Linked DNA regions of Anas platyrhynchos: region 2 is linked to region 1. A link is a contact called in public Hi-C data. All regions are on one chromosome and are shown on one strand. Each heading gives the region's core, a stretch centred on a gene start, on an enhancer-like site or on the middle of the called end of the contact. The rest is flanking DNA. Distances are from core to core; before and after follow the strand shown.

Region 1 (5,226 bases), core at 544-3,043:
CGGGGATTTTGTCCCACACATTTTGAGGAGGTGAGCGAAAACACCTTGCCAGGGGCAGAGGCTCAGCCAGCTCTGTTCCCACCACCCCTAATTTCCAGCACCAGGAAGAGTTCAGCCATGAGGGTCTGGGAGGTCCTGTGCCAGCCCGTCACTCAGGCTCTTCTTGCGCTGCCAGATGTGGCCTCTGATGCAGCAGGTGGAAAAGGGCAGGAGTGATGCTCTCAAGAAATAAGGCTGCCGTCTCACCACAACAGCCAGACACACGACTGCCTCAAAAAGTGCAAAGCACATTGTCTCCAAAGGTTTGTAAAATGATGCCCCTGCTCCCTGCCACCGGGAGCCCCTGCCGCACAGCCAGACATCTTGCAAAACACCCACCTACATGAACTGCCGGTACATATTTGTGTTTTACTATGAAGATTTCCTGGCGTGAGAAAGGATGTGATTATGTCATCCCGTCACTATGTGCCTGGGTGTCACCGGCCCAGCTGATCGATTGGTACCTTTGATCTGACATCTGGGTGTACGGTTGCAGGCCATCCGGAGGGTGCCTGAATTTCCATCCTTTCCGCTTCATCTGAGAGAGCACAAGAGCTCCGCTAGCAGCGATGCTGGCAGACCAAGGAGAGAAGGAGGTTTCTGGGCAAGTGCTTGTCTGTAATCCTAAACATGTCCCTGTAATCAGAGCCTCTGACTCAGAGCTGGGGGGATGCGAAGGGTCGACGTGGCCCACTCATCCACCGCAGTGAGTCACTACGCCCCAAAGAGAAAAGGATCCTTCAAGCCTCACCCTGATCCCTGTGAGCGATGGCAACGGGACATGTTGCACAAAGTACACTAAATCACAGGCAATTCTGTTGTGCAATGCATTACAATACCCAGTCCCTATAGCGCCTCACTTAACAGATGGCAGGAGCTGAGTCTTATTAAACAGGGTTTTCTGAATCACCCACACAGACAACAGAGGCAGACAGAAGAATAAAGTAATGCCCAGCTTGGAGTGCCTTCTTGATCTCTGCGGGTTTGCACTTCTCTGTTCACGCTGTGCCCGTCTTGATACAGCGTTTTAAAATAAATTGGCTGAATTAGTTGGTAGCAAGTACGTGGTCCTCCCTGCTGCTGCCAGGGGACCACCAGGCACCCGGCTCCCAGCTCTCAAACCAGCCCAGTGGTGAGCACCTCTGCGAGCAGAAAACCTGAAACCAGGAACGTGCTGACGCCACCGATGTGCCCCATTTTCCCTGGAATTAAAAGTCAGGTGAATAAACTGAATAAAACCTACGTTTGTGTAGGGGCTTAGGAAGTGGAAAATTGGCCACACGCATCTGTGAGTAGCTGGAGAGGAGACGGCAGCATGTAGGGCTGGGGGAGGCAGGAGGACGGGCAAAGCAGATCTGCTCTGGCAACTCTGGGAGCTCAACGATTGCCAGCCAGGCAAGCTTATCAGTTTTCTTTGCATGAAAACTTGAGCCAGCTTGGCCCCAGCTAGGGGTGGGACAGCCTTAGATGACGTGGCACCTGAATTTTGTCCAAGGAGGACAAAGAGTCAATTAACCTGGGTGCTTTGCATCCTCCTCCGCAAACCTGAAGAGACTGGGGCTCTTTTGTGCAATTTTTGGTAATTCTGCTTGGGGGGCCACACAGAAAACGGCACAAGTTAGCTCTCCAAGCCCGGCTCCCCACGTGCAAGGCTGCGTCTGGGCTGAGACGCTGGCGTGGCACAGGGGCAGGAGTAGGTAGGCGCAAGCCGCAGCCACCTGTGGTCTCGCTGTGAGCACAAGTGAGCTTTCCAGCCTTTGCCGCATCTGGCTCGGATCCAGCTGCAAATGATCCGGGGATGCCCTTTGCAGCTGCGGACTGACACCGTGTCGGGCTGGGGAAGCTGGAAATCGCTGGGGGAGGGAAGGGGAGAGGAGGCACTACTAGCACAGTTGGGCTTAGAAGTGCAGGGAGGATCAGGCTGCTGCAAGCACTGGGGCCACCCGCCCTGCTGCAGGGAGCGTTCCCAGAGGCGCCTCCGGCTGCGTGCACAGCGAGCAAAAAAAGCCGCAGCAGCAGCGTCAAGCTGCAGACGTGCAGAAGGGCTCACGCCAAGGCTGTGCAGTCACAGGTGATCTTTTGGTCTGTACATTTTCCAGCAGAGCTGGCAGCCGCGTGTGCGGTGTGCATGCTTCGTTGGCTGTCCAAAGAAGGAACAGGGCGGGCGCTTATCCAGTCCAGGCGGTTTCGAGGAGCGAAGGCAGGAAGGAAAATTACCAACTTTGACACACGTTGCTCCCTGCAGGTCTCTCCTATTATAGCCTGGCAGGATGTCAAGGTGCACAGACACGACCCAGAGCCTAACACCCGGTGGCTGCTTCACCTCCTGTCCCACCCCTTTCACACAGGCAGGAGTGGCAAACGCGCTTCTGGCATACCAGGAAATCCTGGTTCTTGCTGTTATCAAGCAGGGAGGGTGGCGTTAGACAGCCTCGAGCTGCCACCAGCAGGACCTGCAGGAGGGAGGGAGGAAGGGAGGAAAGGAGGGAGGAGGAAAGAGTTCCCTTGGAAAAGAGTGCTGCAGCGCCGGGCAGTGGTTTGGACATGCTGGAGTGAAACTTGGCATCCGGGAACGGAGGGAATGTGTTTGCCCCGTAGACGTGGCACTTGAACGAGAGATCAAACGGCATGGCCGTGGAAATCTTGAGCCATCTTAAGAGGCAGCTAGTTAGCACGGGGGATGTGTCTGCAGTCCTGGATGCAGGTTTCACTGTGTTGGCTGCCCGTCACTTTCTAATAACTATTATTTATATGACCCTGTAGCTCTTTGCTCTGGCCAGCACACGAGAAGCCAGTCGTGCACACGCAGTCCTACCCAGGATTGGGACGCCCTCGTGCCAAGAAGAAATGAGGACCCGGGGCTCACAAGCCTTATTCTCGGGAATATTTATCTGCTCTAGTGTGCCAGGGAGAATTCAGTGTGGCATAGCAGCCACCCAGAGTAGTGGGAAATATTTGTTCCTGGTAAAAATCTTCTTGCAATATGTCTTAATTCACAGCATATAGTCCGTCTTGAAGCAGATGAGGGTGTCTTTCCACACTGCCACTCATTAAGAACCGAGTCTTGAAGCGAGCACTTTTGTGCTGGGAGAGAAATACACACATGCATTAAAGAACATTAGGTGTATATTGGATCAACATTCTTCCTCTTCACAAGTTCCTGCCAAGGGCTCGACTTCTAAACAAAATATGCTAAGCTTTCCTCCTCGCAAATTCTTTCTTCTGGGGCAAGTTCCCCTTTGCTCACTCCCATGCTGAGCTTTCAGTCGTTGTTTTTGCAGTCTGCCAGCACAACCTTGAGAGAAGGGACTTTGGCTGAGAGCTGAGCACACGGTACCAGCTGTACTGATTTCTACCTCCTGGTATGCAGCAGTGGACTTTTGCACTGTGCCTTCTTCACCTCCCCTTGTTAGGCTGAAACCTCTTGCCAAAGTTTCGGCTCTTCTGCTCAGCTAAATTGGCCCAGCTGCCAGAAGCAGCAGGTTTAGGCTCCTGCAGCCCTGCTGCCAGGGTGGGAGCTGCTGGCCGGACGCAGGCGGCCACGTGGGCTGAGGGACCGAAGGCACGGGAGGAATGCTGCTCTCCCAACAAACTTTGGGGGTGAGCGGGGGGAGCTGGAATGCAAGAGCAGACCGGAGAAGAGGAAGAAGCAAGAGGGAAAGGGAAATACCCTGTGATGGATGGGGAGGAGAGCAGAAGGGCAGTGTAAAATCACCCAGGCGATGGGCAGGGTTTGAAGAATAAGGACAATAAAAGACGAGGGAGTGTTACAAGTGCCTAACCCTCTGGGGACCTGGTGACAAACTGAACTCTTTTCCCAGCATGTCTGATGGGAATTGTGTTTTGAAAAGAAGTAAAAAGGATATTTTAGTGACTGTCTTTATCATTGTGAAATAGTCAGGATCTTACACTATGCTTGCATTGCTCTGGATATTAAAAACAAAAGCACCACACTTGGTGTTTTGTCACATGCTTTGCTACCCTGTCCTTTTCTCCTTTCTGTACCTCTGGCAAGGAGAGAAGAAAAGCACAGCACTCCCCTCCTCCTTAGCAGGGCTTTACACTGACCCCATCACCTGCGTAGTGAAGTGCTGTTACCTGGCAATTCTTTTGCTCTTCAGCCTCAAACAAAGGTCCGTATGAAACACAGGCTCTTTGTGTGAATAGAGGGAAATAAGGTGAAGAAATCATGTAATGCCAGAAGAACAGCATGCCTGGAGCAAATGCTTGGAAGGGTGATGTGGGAAGGGAATGGTCCAGCCTCTTCAACAAACATTCGCAGGGCACTGGGACATGATCCGGAAAGTCCTCATTGTCCTCATGTCACTGAGCTGTAAGGTTTCCATCCCGTCATGTGGCCTGCAGATACTAGTGACTTCTGACTCCTTTCACCTGCTTCCCCTCTGCATGCCTTGGAAGAGGGTACAAAACTGTATTTCCACCCTGTCTCCTCTCTTGCTGTTGTTTTTCCTTCCAAAATGTACCTAGCACACCAATTTTCTCTGGTAGCGCGGTGTCGAAGTTTTATTTGTTACCCCAGGGGCCTTGTAAGAATTAGGGTCAGCCTGACACAAGAGGAATACTGTACAGAGGTATTTACAGCTGTGTGCTACTCTTGTGTTGAGACCAGCAGTAATTAGGATCCAGGCCAGTGCCTTCAGTGAATAATGGTCTTGGTTACTTGGAAATATCAGATGGCTTCATCTTTATGCAGTTGCTACGAGGAGAAAAAGTTAAGTAAACAAAGAAAAAGAATAAGAGGAGGGAGTGGTGTTGGCATACTCAAGAAGGGCAGTCAAAATGAGAGCAAGAAAATGGAAAACAATGCCCTGGGTCTTCTCTTGCAGCCCGGAAATTTTCTTCATGCATCCCGATGGTCAAAATCCTTCTCTGTGAACCCTCGTGGTTCCTGTCCCTCAGGGACCTTCCTTGGAGGCCAGTTTCATTATTCAGGTGCCCCAGTGTTTCTAAAATTTGTTTCTGATGCCTGACCTGAGGTCTTCATTGCCATGCAGCCCTGGAACACCACATCCCTCACGTCCCATGGCCTCCTCAGCAGCTGGCGGTACTCGACACCACATACCTGGGGGACGGCACATGGTGCTTCTTTTAAGTTGTCCCTCTTTTACTAGGTGTATCCTAACATATGGGGTATGTATTACCCGGTATAGTCCACCTGGCTTCCTC
Region 2 (5,636 bases), core at 1,685-4,184, 43 kb before region 1:
CACCCCAGGGCACAGCACACTGGATGCTCTGCAGTTAGACCTGTGGTGGTGTGGCCTGGGGGAAGGTTGGTGGTTTTCAGATGTGGGATGCTTAAGGCAACAGATCTGAGCCCTCTCTTGGAAGCTGTTCTTCCTAAGTCCTTCAGCAGTTTTTAATGTTTTCAGTTCAGAGTTTGGAATAGGCAGCACAGGGCTACAAGGCTCCTGTCACTCTTCCATGAGGGCCTTCACCCATGCAGGCCTGCAGAGACCTGCTGCGGCTTCCCGCAACCACGGAGGTGGCATGACGGCTGTTCTTGCTTCTCGACATACCCCAGCAAAACCCTGGCTGCTTGTTCTCCTACGTAACCAGCAGCACCAGTGGGGCATGGAGGTGGCCAGGAGGAGCAGCTGCTGAGGAACAACCAGCTGTTCCCCCGGCCCCACTACACACAGGAGATGCTGTTGAGGAAGGTGGGGGGCAGGCAGAGAGGGATGCCTCAGAGAATGAGCTGGGCCACTGCACTCGCTGTTCCCCAAACCCATCTGCCCCTGCTTGTCAAGGGCGACGTCTGCACGGCGGTGGGAGGCTTTGAGGCACGTAGGCTGTAATCCAGCTGGCTCGGGTGCCGACCAGCTGGGAATCGCTGCCCCAGCCTTTAACCACCTGAGCGAGTCCCCGTGCTGCCACGTGAGTCTGGAAAGCTCACCCTGAATAAGGCAGAGCTGCAGCCTTTTTGTCCTTGTTACCCCTGTTTGCAAGTGTAAAGGCAGTGGGGTTGGGACTGGGTGTCCTGTCTTAGCCAGGTTGTAGGGCAGCAGGTGTATGCATAGCCCCCTTCACTCCACTCTGCTTATGGTCCTTCAGGTTGCTCAGGCCACCTCCGAGGTCAGCTCAAGGTCCTGGTCTCTGATGGGTTACATCCTTGACTTGCAAGAATAGCAGCGCTCCTCTGTACCAGGAGAATCCCCAAAGCGTATTTCCAGTTCTGCTCCTCTTCCAGAAAGCCCTACAACAACAGGAATGTCGTACAAGGAGAGGACTTAAACTGGACTATGGGATTTAACAGCACGTGGACCCCCTCTGCCAACTGAAAGTTTGTGTAAATACCTTTCGAAGTAATGAGTTTTTCCCAACAAGTGGGGAGGGGATGTTTAGAGGAATGGCAGGTCTGCTATGCCAGGACTTCCAGTGAGAAATGTGCCTAGTACCGTCCACTAAAGGTAGACCAAGTATTTGGAAGGCTCAAGTTGAGGAAGCTCTTCAGGATAGCTGGATTTGCTTCATGTTTTAATGTGTGGAAGTAAATTATGCCAAGAAGCAGCTTCTGTGGCTGTGGCAGAGAGAAGACCAGGAGGCCCCATGACATCTGTTCAGGAAACCTCAATGCAAGTCTGATGGACCAGAGAGATGTCCATACAATATAAGGAAATGTACCGTCAAAAACTGCAGGAGGATCTCTGTGCTGTGTCCTCTGGAGGTGTAAGAACAGCACAGACAATGACATGCAAGCTGGTGGATGAAGTGCCACCCACCCAATCACCATTTATGGTATATTCAACCCGAAAGCCCAAGAGCCACCCCTTTTTTGAGGAGAGGTTTGATGAGATGCTAAGGAAGCAGGGGAGAAATGAGTTCACTTAGAGTTACTCTCCTACAGTCTTTTCCCTGGTACTTCTCAGAGCATTTTCCAAGGGATGCAGTTATTGTTATTCCAGCTTTACCAATGGGGAAACTGAGGCACGGAACAGTACAGTGACTTATCTGTGGTCAGTGCAAAGCCTGGAGAAGGACCTTCATCTTTTGGGCCCCAGCCAGGTGCTCGCTACATGTTAAGTTATAAGTGGTATAAAAATAGCTGATCTGATATCTTAATTTATGAAGACTAATTTGCGAAGGGAGGCAGGTAGAGGGGGAAAATTGGTAAGCTCTGCTGCTGCTGCTTTTCCTTGCTAGTCCTCCTGTCAGTTCCCTTTTACCATTTTACATATGGTCACTTGATACCAGCAGCTGCTTTGGGACATCTCTGTCTGTCACATCCTTCTTTTTATTGCAGTGTCCAAAAGCTTCAGAGTGTCTTAAAGAAAAAAAAAAAAAAAAAAAAAAAAAAGCATTAAAAAAAACACATACACCGTAGTAGCTGAGTTTCCTCCCAGGCTTGGTTCTAAACATGTCACTTTAATGATGTCTAAACTACGCAGTGCTTGATGAGCAAAACATTACTATCTTCTAGCCACATTTGTTTTCCCTGTCTCCCAGAGCACTATAGTCACCCGGGGAGAACTGCGTGTTCTACTTTGCTGCTGTAAAGCTATTATGGGTATGAAAAGTTCCCATTAATCTGCTCCACACATGGATGTTTCTGGATAAAGTTCAGTAGCCAGATCCCTCTTTCTTTGTGTGCATCAAACGAAGCAGAAAAACGCCTCCAATTTAAAGACACCAAATGAATAACCAAATAGATGAGATTAATTTTTGTTTAATCCACGTGGGCAGCAAAGCCAATGGCCAGTGTTTGTATGCGGACTTCTCCTGGGAGTTCATTACCAGCTGAGCCTGTAATAAGTTAATGCAGAGATTCCATGGAAATAGGGGGTTAATTATATGCAGAGGATGTTGGCCAATGTACAGCTCTGAACAACAAAAATAGCCCAAAGTCTTGTGCTTTGGATGTGGAATCAATTAACGAGGTCCACGGCATGTACCAGAATTTGTTAAGATAGTTGTTGTACTATAAGGATGCTTTATTATTATTTTTCTCTAAAAAGCTAAGAAAATAAGTGGATAATAGAAGACCAAGGACAGAAAGACATGAGACTGGTAATAAAACACTGGACTTTGGACTGGGGCCAGAGCAAGCTTTTCAATGGGCTTGAAGTTTGGACTGCAGCGGAGTTTGAACAGGCTTTCACTAACTTTCCGAAAGGCTGCAAGTACTAGACAGGGAGAAGAGGTTGCTGTTAGTTTACCAGCTCCCTGCTCTCTGCTGGCAAGAGCGTTACGCTGCTAATATGCTGTAGCCCTTAGACTGACTGATACCAGCATGTGGTACGGCGTGCTGCAGGCTCAGCTCCGAAGCTGAAGCATAAAAATCCTCCTCGATGCTGGCTGGCACAAACTTAATTTTTTTCCCCCTTTCCACATCTGGTCCTAATATAAAATGTGTCTTTCCGCCTTTTTTTTTTTTTTTTTTTTTTCCTTGCCACATCGTTAGGAATGGCTTCTTTAAAAAAAATAGTGTCCCCCCGCTCTGTATTTCTAGGTTTTAGAGTTGTGTGTATGTCTGGTAGTTTAATAACACAGTTTGGGTACTGAATAGGGCGCTGTGTGTTTCTAAAGGGATGTTGTTTCACAGAAAAGACAGAGAAAGAAGTGATTGCTTTTACTTCTCTTCTGTTTTCAGAGTTATGAAATACACTTTCAGTCATTACAAGGTTTCAAGGAGCCCCTTGAACAGGTAGAATACAAATGTAAAATGAAAAGATCCGACCCATTTTCATCCCCTTTAATTTTAATACAAGCCTTGGGCATGCTCCAGACACTTCTGAAGTTTAGCAGCTTCCACTGCATTTGCCTTTTTTTTTCTTTTTATTTTTTTCCTCTTCACAGGCTTTATCCCTAAAGCCATTAGTTTGTTCCTAGAAATTATCTACTTGTTTGTGGTGTTTGCTGTGTTTTGGTTGTTGTTGTTTGTTTTCCTCATAGAATCCACAGGCCAAAGCAAACAGCACTTCAGAAAAATGTTGCAAGACAGCTCAGTTTTGAGCCAAGTGTCCCTGATAACTTCCCAGCACCTTTGCTGAAGCAGTTGGATGGTGTCACCCCTGGTGGGGGCAGGGACTGCTGGGTTTCCATAGAAATCCCAGCCGGTAAGATTTTATTGAACTAATTAGTGTAGTCCTGAGCAACTCTGTGGGCGTTAATTTGTGGGGTTCCCACCAGGTTCTTCATCTGTTTGTACTCAGCCCCCTGTGGAGAGGGTGGGCCTGGACCTTTTAGCGCGTGGACCCCTGGAGGCACCTGGCAAGGTCTGGAGATCTCCGAGGGGCCCACCTGAGGCCAAAAGCACCACTGAAGCCCCCTGCCCGGGCTGGCCAGGGCCAGGGCAGGATTAATGGGGAGGGAGTCATGGTGTTTTACAACAGTGCGAGGAGGCCGGCTGCAGGAGCAGGGACAGGCTGGAGAATTGGACTCGGGGAGCAGAGGCGATGCCCGGGGACCACCCTGACCTCTGGCCTGCCCGCCTGGCTGCTTGCGGTTAAAGTGTCACCAGCCAAGGTAGCCGCGGCCTCTGGCACATGCCTTGCCTCCAAGGGCAGCCGGGGACAAGGTCGGAGCAGCAGGAGGGGAAGATTATTTTCATGGCAGCTTGTTAGGCAGATGGGGAAGAGGACACAGAGGGGGTCAGGCAAGAGAAGGATGCAGTAGCCAAGTGGAGGCAACCCGCCTCAGGCAGGCAGGTCCATGAGGAGACACAGAAGCTATGGGGCTCGTTAGTTAAGGGCCCAGCCTGTCAAAGGAGCCATCACTAATACTTGTGTTTACTTAGATGTTGCATGAGCATGGGCATCTCAGTTCGCCTGCAAGGCCACGTTTGCCTTCAGGCGCTGAGTTACAGGTGCGCTACCAGCGAACTCCTGCATGGCAGCATGCAGCTCCCCCATGCCCCCTGTACCTAAGAGGCATTATAGCACTAGGAGGCTGCTTCTGCTCTCTGGCTTGCCACCATTGTAGATGGGAAAGCTAAGTCCCAGGTACCCAAGTTGAATATTATCACTCAACTGCCTCGTTAGTATTCTGCAACTGGTTCAGTTAGGGTCAACATCAAAGGAAATGTGAAAGTCCAGCCCCGTGCATAAGTAAAGTATAAGACAATGTCATTTTCTTGTTTTCTGAAGAATTTGGGGATAAGGAAGGGAGTTCTGGCGGACTCTGGATTTGTTGATTTTAGTTCTTCCTTGTTTGGAAGTGCTTTTGGATGGGGTAGCCAGCTGCTGACACAGCTGTGTAGTGCCATGTCCCGTGCCTTCAACCCAGCAGAAACTATTCACAGAGCAAGAACAGACGACAGAGTCTAATTGCTTTGTAACTAATCTGAGTAAGGAAGTATAATTATGATAACTATCACCGGGGGATGTTTCAAAGAGAATGCATGCTAGATACTGTGACTAAGCACTGAATTTTTTTCTGTCCAAGTGCTTCCACCCCAGCAGCTAGCCCTACGTATATAAATAATAGCTCTGTTGGCTTCAATTAGATACTCCATCTAAGGTCAGTCGAGTACCTGCCCTGTCAGAGTGGGCCACAGGGCAGATGTGAGACACTGTGGTGTCACCTCATCCACACCTTTCCACTCCTCCTGCAGGCTCCCAGCCCACAGGCTGCTTTTCAGCATTTTGCCTTGTATAGTTTTAAGTGGGTCAGGCTACATCTGATTTACCTCTTAAACCACTTCCCTATTAAAATTCAGATATTTGTTCACACTCAAATAAAAATACATATCAATATTTTATAATTTCTGCCGTGTATCCCCAGGCACAAATTATATTGTAATATTAAATTGGCTAGCTTGTTTTAATAGTTCCCGGCTTTTGGTTTTACGTAACACTGCAGGTGTGAATCTAGTAGCAATACCGTAGGTGTGAATTGTTATGTT

Evidence for each region. A called contact is a pair of places that touch in the nucleus more often than the background predicts.
Region 2: a contact with region 1 is called in a Hi-C map of liver, with 2.2 times the contacts expected there. The contact joins two enhancer-like sites. A contact is called at or near these places in 2 of 8 Hi-C or Micro-C datasets (liver and skeletal muscle).

The regions. Positions count from the first base shown.
Region 1 is chr2:89,797,193-89,802,418 of IASCAAS_PekinDuck_T2T, reverse strand. No RefSeq gene overlaps it. Among named protein-coding and RNA genes, the nearest start is that of LY86, 57 kb to the right of the region's middle. Within about 2 kb of position 1,793, at least 6 of the 8 cell types and tissues checked have an H3K27ac peak or open chromatin away from gene starts, as enhancers often do.
Region 2 is chr2:89,840,524-89,846,159 of IASCAAS_PekinDuck_T2T, reverse strand. All of the region lies in intron 4 of LOC106019881 (a long non-coding RNA gene), which reads left to right. Among named protein-coding and RNA genes, the nearest start is that of RREB1, 45 kb to the left of the region's middle. Within about 2 kb of position 2,934, at least 3 of the 8 cell types and tissues checked have an H3K27ac peak or open chromatin away from gene starts, as enhancers often do.